Regions from separate parts of the Rattus norvegicus genome. Here regions 1 and 3 are each linked to region 2. A link is a contact called in public Hi-C data. All regions are on one chromosome and are shown on one strand. The core of a region is the stretch at or near the end of the contact, and the rest is flanking DNA. Distances in the headings are between cores, read along the strand shown. Region 1 has its middle 320 kb from the start of Runx1. Region 2 holds the start of Runx1 (RUNX family transcription factor 1). Region 3 has its middle 340 kb from the start of Mir802.

What was found. A called contact is a pair of places that touch in the nucleus more often than the background predicts.
Region 1: a Hi-C map of mammary epithelial cells shows a contact between it and region 2, with 6 times the contacts expected there. The contact joins the enhancer-like site here to the promoter of Runx1 in region 2. A contact is called at or near these places in 6 of 12 Hi-C or Micro-C datasets (the Rat2 cell line, kidney, liver and 2 more).
Region 3: a contact with region 2 is called in a Hi-C map of the A7r5 cell line, with 4 times the contacts expected there. The contact joins the enhancer-like site here to the promoter of Runx1 in region 2. A contact is called at or near these places in 3 of 12 Hi-C or Micro-C datasets (the A7r5 cell line, Schwann cells and psoas muscle).

The regions. Positions count from the first base shown.
Region 1 is chr11:45,742,086-45,744,785 of GRCr8, forward strand. No RefSeq gene overlaps it. Among named protein-coding and RNA genes, the nearest start is that of Runx1, 320 kb to the left of the region's middle. Within about 2 kb of position 1,331, at least 6 of the 93 cell types and tissues checked have an H3K27ac peak or open chromatin away from gene starts, as enhancers often do.
Region 2 is chr11:45,420,032-45,422,769 of GRCr8, forward strand. It overlaps Runx1 (RUNX family transcription factor 1), which reads right to left and starts at 1,294. Exons shown (of 6, transcript NM_017325.2): 1 at 626-1,294. The coding sequence starts at 895.
Region 3 is chr11:45,770,155-45,772,895 of GRCr8, forward strand. No RefSeq gene overlaps it. Among named protein-coding and RNA genes, the nearest start is that of Mir802, 340 kb to the right of the region's middle. Within about 2 kb of position 1,422, at least 1 of the 93 cell types and tissues checked has an H3K27ac peak or open chromatin away from gene starts, as enhancers often do. A contact at or near this core is called in the A7r5 cell line, where this site is marked.

The DNA.
Region 1 (2,700 bases), core at 81-2,580, 320 kb after region 2:
TTAGAAACTGTGATTTAAATCACCCTGGATCCCACCCCTTATACAGAATCTCAATGACTAATCTGTTCTTTCTTCTGCCAAGAAGAAATCCACCGATATTTATTAATCGCCTACTGCCAGCTAATCACCAGGCAGGCAGCACGGACACCACGTCTGTTCTTGGGGCATCCCCCCTCCCATGCTCCTCTTGGGCTCCATGAAACAGGCGGCCAGACTGCTCTCTTTTGGACTCAGAATATATTTTCTCAGAGGAAGAGGATCCCTCAGAAAGCTGCTTTCTGTCTCTGAGCTCCCTGTAAGCTTGAGGGTTGATAAATACTCATCTAGTTGGCCAAACACAACGTTAAACATTTTATTTAAGGGAACAAATCATTAATTCATTTTTTTTAAAGTTCTACCTTTCTGCTCTTTCAGAGTTAATTTTGGGAGCTTATCACAAAATGAACTTGATTGTAGTGGCCTCAGAATTGGCAATCTGAATCACAATAGGTGCTCTGGGAAAGACAGTTCTAAGGATGGGAAAACCCCACAATCTTTGCCTGGATTTCAGAGAAATGGATAATTTCAGTTATCAGAGAATCTGATAACCGTTAATAACTGAAAAAGTTTGTTTCTTCTTTGCTGAACCATCATCTATCTACCTGCAAGGAACAAATTTTAGATATTTACCTTTAAATGTTTTTGAAAGCCATTTAAAGAAAAATAGAGGAAAAGTAAAAAGGAGGTTTGAGTCGGAATTGAGTTTGTTGGGATAATTAGGTTCCCTCCTCCCTCAACAGTTATGTTTTATAATAAACTTGTTGGATGCCATTTATGTATTTTTAATGTTATTCACGTTAGCGCTATATTATATAAGCTCACAAACTGCCAGTGTGCCTTATTCTCTTGCCCTCGCATAGCTGTGAGTCTGTCTTTATTGTTTGGTTAAGCCACCTTGTAATACTATATCTTTTGTAGAAATGTGTTCCTGGATGAATAAACCCCTCTGGGCTCGTGAAAGCCTTACCTTCACCGAGCGAGACTGACCAGCATGAGGAGCGCCCAGGATCGAGCTCTCGACCCATAATTTTCTATGGGAAAGTCATCATGAAAGCTGGCAGGGCGGCGTGTGTGGAGCCAGTCCAAGGGACCCAGCCTCCCCTCTGTTGTTTCAAACAGTCAACAGCTGCCCGGCCTGTTTTTCCCATCACCCTTCAGGATTGCGTTAGACAAAAATTCACCTTATAAAAAAAATCATGAAAACTGAGAACAGGGAAACGGCCACTGTGTGCTGAGTCTCTGTGGTCCTGGGCTCTGCTCCTGGGTTTGGCACCTGCCCCGAGGGGGCTGCATTCTCTGCCCAGCAGGGAGTTCCAGCTGACCTGCTGAGAATGTCCCGCCTGAGTCACCGCCTTTAACTCCATCAGTGCCATTTGCTGCCCGCTCGGATGTTTCTGAACAGCTGCTTGGCTCGGAACCCATCCAGTAACTGGAAATGCGGCCATCGTCTGGCTGGTTTTCAAAAATGGAGTCAGAGGCAGGGTTGGGAGGAGAGAGAAAAGCACAAACCCAATCAAGACAGACAGACAGCTTGCTCCCTTTCCTCATTGATGGCCTTGAAGTCCTTAGAGAGCAAGGGGCAACCAAATAAACGCAGTTCGTCCCGTTTTTTTCTTACTTTCTGCCTCTTATTGTTTCCCTAAGGAAGTTGGGTGCGATCTCACGCGGGGATTTCACGGTATGTAGAAATTTACTCCCCTCAAGGAGCCTGTCTGATGGCTACACTTTTAAACTTACCCATCCCCATCCTGTTTTCCAAGCACAACAGTGACTGTTTCCCTTGCTCTGGAAACATTTCCACATTTGAAGTTCATTTTTGACTCCATCAACAAGTTTTTAGGGGCTTCGATTGAACAAGTTTCTCGCCTACACATTAACCAGGATATCTGAGAAACATTAGACGTGATCCTTGGATTCAGGAATTTGTAATGAAGTGGAGAGAGAGAGAGAGAGAGAGAGAGAGAGAGAGAGAGACAGAGAGAGAGAGAGACAGAGAGAGAACCCGATTCCGATTCAAATGGATGGTCCAGGAACAATATGGGGGAGGTGGGAAGGGGGTTACATCAAAGTTCCAGATGCCTGCTAGAGCTATTCCGGCTTCTGAAGTTCAGAGCATTGCTCTGGAAAGTTGATTTTCAATCTAGAATGATGGTAACCGAGTGAGATTGAATTGACTTTGTAAACATGAGCAGAGCCTCAGCCCTGGGCACACAGCCCAGGGGCCTGTTAAAGGCTGAAGCACACACAGGGGCAGGGATCATTGGATGGGAAGTCTGTGATCTCTGTGTGCATCTTTGTACGCATTAACACATGCATACACTAAAAAGAAAATCTCTCACATCACCAGAGACACTGCAGGGGTGGTAGGCAGTTCCTAGGTCATGGATCCGCCATTTTGTATCTGGGATCCTTACCTGATCCTTACCTGAGGGTGAAAGAGTAGACACGTGTGATAAAGAAGACACTTCGGATTTTTAAGATCTGCAGGTTCTCACTTTTGTTTCTTGAAAGGGGTCTTAGAGGAGGATAGAGGAAAACCAGTCCTCTGTTTTTGTGATGACTATAATGTATCCGTACTGTACTAGTCGGCTTTCCATGTGGCTGCCACCAAATGTTTGATAGGAGCAACTCAATGGAGGAGGGGTACAGCTGGGGACGTCA
Region 2 (2,738 bases), core at 44-2,543:
CTGAATCCGAATCCTATAGGGCGGTTAAAAAAAAAAACAAAACAAAAAACAAACGAACCGGCGGGGTGGGGGGTGGGATCCCTGGCGTCCCCTTGGTTTATTTTTACTGACCGGAAGATAGTAAAGCATCTTTTATTTTATTTCCCGATGCCTTCATTTGAGAGATAGGTGTCCATCTATCTCTTCATTTGAGAGATGGGTGTCCATCCAGAGGTCCAGGGAGCCTAACTAAGGAAGATGGACTGGCCCGCTCCAAGGTTCTAACTTTTTCTAATTTCGTAGCAAAGATAAGGAAGGTCCTTGGCAGATGTTCTGGGATTATCTTAAAAAATAAAAATTAAAAAACAAAAAACAAAAAACCCCCCCAAAAAAAACCAAAAACCAAAACAACCAAAACTCTCTCTTGGATACCTCTGCGGGTGGCCAAGGTGGGTCCCTTCCGAGGGTCGCCACGGCAACGCAGCATCCTCCCCCCCATCCCAAACTCAGTGAGAAGGACCAAACAGAGGCTTATACAGGCAGCACCCTTCTCTAGAAGCCGCCTTAGCCTCTGCCCCCTAGGCTCACTCTGGCCAGCGGCCGGCCTCCACCTGCTCCTCCCGCCACCCTCTCTAGACAGGAGTACCTTGAAAGCGATGGGCAGGGTCTTGTTGCAGCGCCAGTGAGTGGGCAGCACGGAGCAGAGGAAGTTGGGGCTGTCGGTGCGGACTAGCTCGCCGGGGTGGTCAGCTAGTACCTCCACCATGCTGCGGTCGCCGCTCCTCAGCTTGCTGGCCAGGGCGGCGCCGCCATCCGGGGCGCCCAGCGGCAGCGCCTCGCTCATCTTGCCGGGGCTCAGCGCGGTGGAAGGCGGCGTGAAGCGGCGGCTCGTGCTGGCATCTACGGGGATACGCATCACAACAAGCCGATTGAGTAAGGACCCTGAAAACAGCTCCTACTAGACGGCGACAGGGACTCGGATCTTCTGCAAGCTGCTCCCGGGAGACCAACATACAAGTTCAGGAGCCTTTATTACTACCGGAGGGTTGTGGGGGTAGCAGGACTGAGATCTAGTTACGCGGATCGGCCTTACACCCAGGCAGGGTTAGCAACTGGCCGCTTAGTGCATTGAAAAGTGGGCAACCCAGAATTCAAAGTCAAATGCCCCAAGGAGCCTCGCTTTCAGAGTTTGGAGTTCAGTCTTTGGCTATTACAAACGGTCCCGGAGGCAAAATTCCCGTATGCGTCCTAAAATATTTATGCGCAGAATTAAAAAAAATGACCAGAAAAAAAAAAAAAACAAACTAGATTTGGAAGTTCCAGCAGTTCATTGCCTGTCAGTTTGTTTTTCTTTCTTGCGGGTCAGTTTTGTTTAAAGTCTCAACAAAATACAAAACTTGGGAGTGTCTTCCATACAGAGCGCCCCTCTTACCATGAAAAACTCACTTCGTTCTCAAAAGCGAGAGCCGCCAACTTTCAAAGATTGTGCTACTAATGTATGTGCTCGTATATATAGATATATACACATGATCTACTTCATAAAATATTTACAATACAATCTGTAGAGAATTTAAACACAACAGAAATCCATTAATGTTCGCCGCAGTTTTTTTTTTTTTTTTTTAAGTAGCCTTGAAAATCAGCTTCAGTAGTTAGAAGACTGGGATAGAAGCACTTGTCATTATTCTCTCAATAAATTCTGGCCAAATAAATGGTCAGTACTTTACGAAGATCTCTAGCTAATCTTAAAAAAAAAATCAAATTCGATGACACTCAGGGTAGAGCTTCCCACAGCTGAGGACTCTGGTTTGGGAACGATGGTTAAGTTTGTGGCTGATCCTGTGGTTTGGTGGGAGTTGAGCCGCAGTTGGGTCACACACACACAGGCAGACATGCACTCTTCGGAAGTCAGCCACTGTCTACATTGGTTGAGTGAGTCAGCCCAGACTCTGGCAGTAGCAAGATGATCTTCCTCCAACGTCGCCCGGCGCTGGCTGGTTTTCTGCTGGGGCGCACAAATACCCACGAGCGAGCACCGTGTAACCGCAGCAGGTGGAGCGGGCCTGGGAGGAGGCGCCGTAGACCAGTAGACTCGAGTTACACACGCTCACTCCCACGCACCCTGCCACGCACACGCAACTTCACCGCTCGCCTGGAAGCCCGGAACACTTTCTCCCGCAGTTGTCAAAAGAAACAATCGGAGAAAAGTTTACAGCCAGGAGAAAAGTTGAAACATCCAAAGCCTAGACGCCGGTTCATTCAAAAGTAAGAAAGGAAAAACAAAAAGAAAAGGAAAACAAGGAGGTCCAACGCAGATCTAAGAAGAGCGGCAAAGGGTGACTTTCTTGCGTCTCCGGTAGCTCAGGATGGAAGTGCCAGCCGCGGGGCCGGGCGGCGTGGTGCCCTGGCTGGGTCCGGCCGCGGGGCGCCCGTCCTGCCCGCGCCCGCTGGCTCTATGAATGAGAGTGCCTGGAAATGAACGTGCTTTTACTGTAAGCCCGGCCCGAGGAATTCCATTCCCTCAGCTCGTTTGCATAGGGGAGACCGACGGCCAATCACAGGCCTTTCCGGTATCAGGCTGGGCGCGGCCGGCTGCCGCGCTCCTGGAATTGGCCCGCGCGCCCCCGCGCGCTACTGTACGCCGCCCCGGCCCGGACTGGGTGGCAGCCCCTACCGCCCCCAGCTCCGGTACCCACGCCGACCCCGCACACACATGCACACGCAGCCACGTTTGCCCGAAGCCAGGCCCAGGTTTAGAC
Region 3 (2,741 bases), core at 172-2,671, 350 kb after region 2:
CCCCATGACCCTCCCACAAGGATTCCCAGCAATTGCAAGCTCCCTCTCCCCCGTGTGGGCTGCCCCTGTGGTTTGCTGCCAACCAAGGGGCTATGGCAAAGATGGCTAGACACAAAAGATTGGTAATTATATATGATTGTCTTATCCATGTGTTCTCCTCCCTCCCCACACACACTGACCTTAAGGAAGTAAGTAGGTCTTCACACACTAGGCAATTTCAAACACTAAGGAATGACTAAACATCCCAGAGTCTAGCAAGGCTTGCAATACAATAAGATCCGCAACAAAACAAGTCACTGATCTTTGAGGCCACAAGGACTTGAATTTTAACAACAGTATGTTAACTTGAAAATGGATCCATTTCCAGTCAAGCCTCAGATGAGTCCCCAACCCCAGCAACACCTTCACTGCAGCCTTGTAAGACAAAGACATAAATCCAAACTGTGTCTAAATCCTGACCCAGAGCAGCTGCAAGGGGAGACACTACATCGTTTTAATCACTGTGTGTGTGTGTGTGTGCGCCTGTGCATGTGTGTGTGCCTGTGCCTGTGTGTGTGTGCCTGTGTGAATGTGTGTGTGCATTTGTGTGTGCCTGTGTGTGCATGTGTGTGTGCCTGTGCACGTGTGTGTGCCTGTGTGTGTGTGTGTGTGTGTGTGTGTGTGTGTGTGTGTGTGTGTGTGGTTTTCTTGCTCCACCAGGGCAGACAAATTCATCAGGATCTGCACTTCCACTGTTAGTCAGCATCTGCGCTACAAGTGTGCAGTGTATCAAGTGGGCTCTGGGCATAGGACATTGCATAGTGTTTGCCGTTCGATACAAATACAGCCTGCTGGCAACACCCCACAGACACCCGAACTCTACTGTGACAACAGCTGAGCAAGCACAGCCCTTGCACCATTGACCTTGTTTAATGATTTCTCCCATAAAATATTCCTTCTTAGCCAGATTAAATGTTCCTGACAGAACAACCTTATTTACTGAGGTCATTGTACCTACACATGCTCTCGCCGTTTTAATAAAGTTACTGACGAGCTTCAAGTTCCTGAACGAAGTTTGAGACATCTTGCATTATAAAAGAAGACAGAACTTGGAAGCAACCAGTCTCAGGACATAAAATGAAGCTATTTTTTCAGGCTTCCGATCGATGTTTGCCAGAAGTCTTTGGGCAAACTAGGTTGGCCATATAAGAAATACCATCTTTTAATGAAATAGACTATTATGAATTTAAATAGCAAATTAATAGGATGATTATGTGCATTGTACACTGTGGTTAAATGATTCTATATGTCTGCAGTGGAATAATTAGAACTGTCTTGGGTTTTAGTGACTGTGGATTTTGTGGTTAATAGTGTTGTCTGGTCTTGTTATAACAGTTGTTTGGGTGTATAAGTATCTCTGTAGGTGATTCACAGACAAGTTCCAGGTCACTAGAGCATAGCCACAGGAATCTATGGCACTGGTCAGCACCAGGCACGGGACACTTCTCACACCCCCTCTTGGTTTTCAGCTTTTCTTTCTTTCTTTCTCTCTTTCTTTCTTATTTATTTTTATCGGATATTTTATGTATTTACATTTCAAATGTTATCCCCTTTGCCTCCCCACTTCCCTCTGCTATGCAGATGCTCCCACTCCCACCCACCCACTCCCGCCTCAATGCCCTAGCATTCCCCTACACTGGGTTATTGAACTTTCACAGGACCAAGGGCGGCCTCTCCTCCTATTGATGCTGGACAGTGCCATCCTCTGCTAAATATGCTGCTGGAGCCATGGGTCCCTTCATGTGTAGTCTTTGGTTGGTGATTTAGTCCCTGGGAGCTCTGGGGAATTCAGTTGGTTGATATTTTTTTCTTCCTTTGGGGTTACAAACCCCTTCATTTCCTTCAGTTCTTTCTCTAACTCCTCCACTGGGGTCCCCATGCTCAGTCCAATGGTTGGCTGCAAGCATCCTCAGCTGTATCAGTACGGCTCTGGTAGAGCCTCTCAGGAGACATCCATATCAGGTTTTCAGCTTTTCTTGTGAGTCAAAGACCAGCTTCTATCTCATAAGCAAAGACCAAAATATGTTTCCTGAGTCTAGAGATCCTTTCTGTAACGTAAAAGGACGTAAAAGGAAGACGGGAATGTCCTTCCTCTATAGGAAATGTAAACTTTGCCTCTTGGAAATTAACTGTTTTTTTTTAAATTTTTGTTCCTTTAATGTGTATTTATTTTTATGTTATATGCATTTGTTGAGCGAATGTATGTGTACCATGTGCATGGATGAGTCTGCCAATGTCAGAGAAAAGCTCTGGATCTCCTCAAACTGGATTTACAGGTGGTGGCCAAACTCCATGTGGGTGCTTGGGACCGAACCCAGGTCCACTGTAAAAGCAGTAAGTTCTCTTACGCACTAAACTAGCTCTTCAAGCCCAGCTCTGGTATATTTTTTTTTAAAAATGCATATTCATATGGTTGCTTTCTCTGGAGTAAGTGTTATATATTTTTAGACTTTACTTTGAATCGTCTGTGTGTGAAGCGGGGATGTTCGTATGAGTGCAGGCCCCCATGGTGGCCATAGAGGGTGCTGCGTCTTGTGGACTTGGAGTCACAGGCACTTGTAAACCATCCAACAAGCCGCTGACCACTGAACTCAGGCCCTCTGCTTGTGTGCGCTTCTAATGTCTAAGCCACCTCTCAGACCCCAATACATGTGGTTTCGAAGTTCATTGCTTTCCCCAAATCCGGAACTTTATCTTAGAGC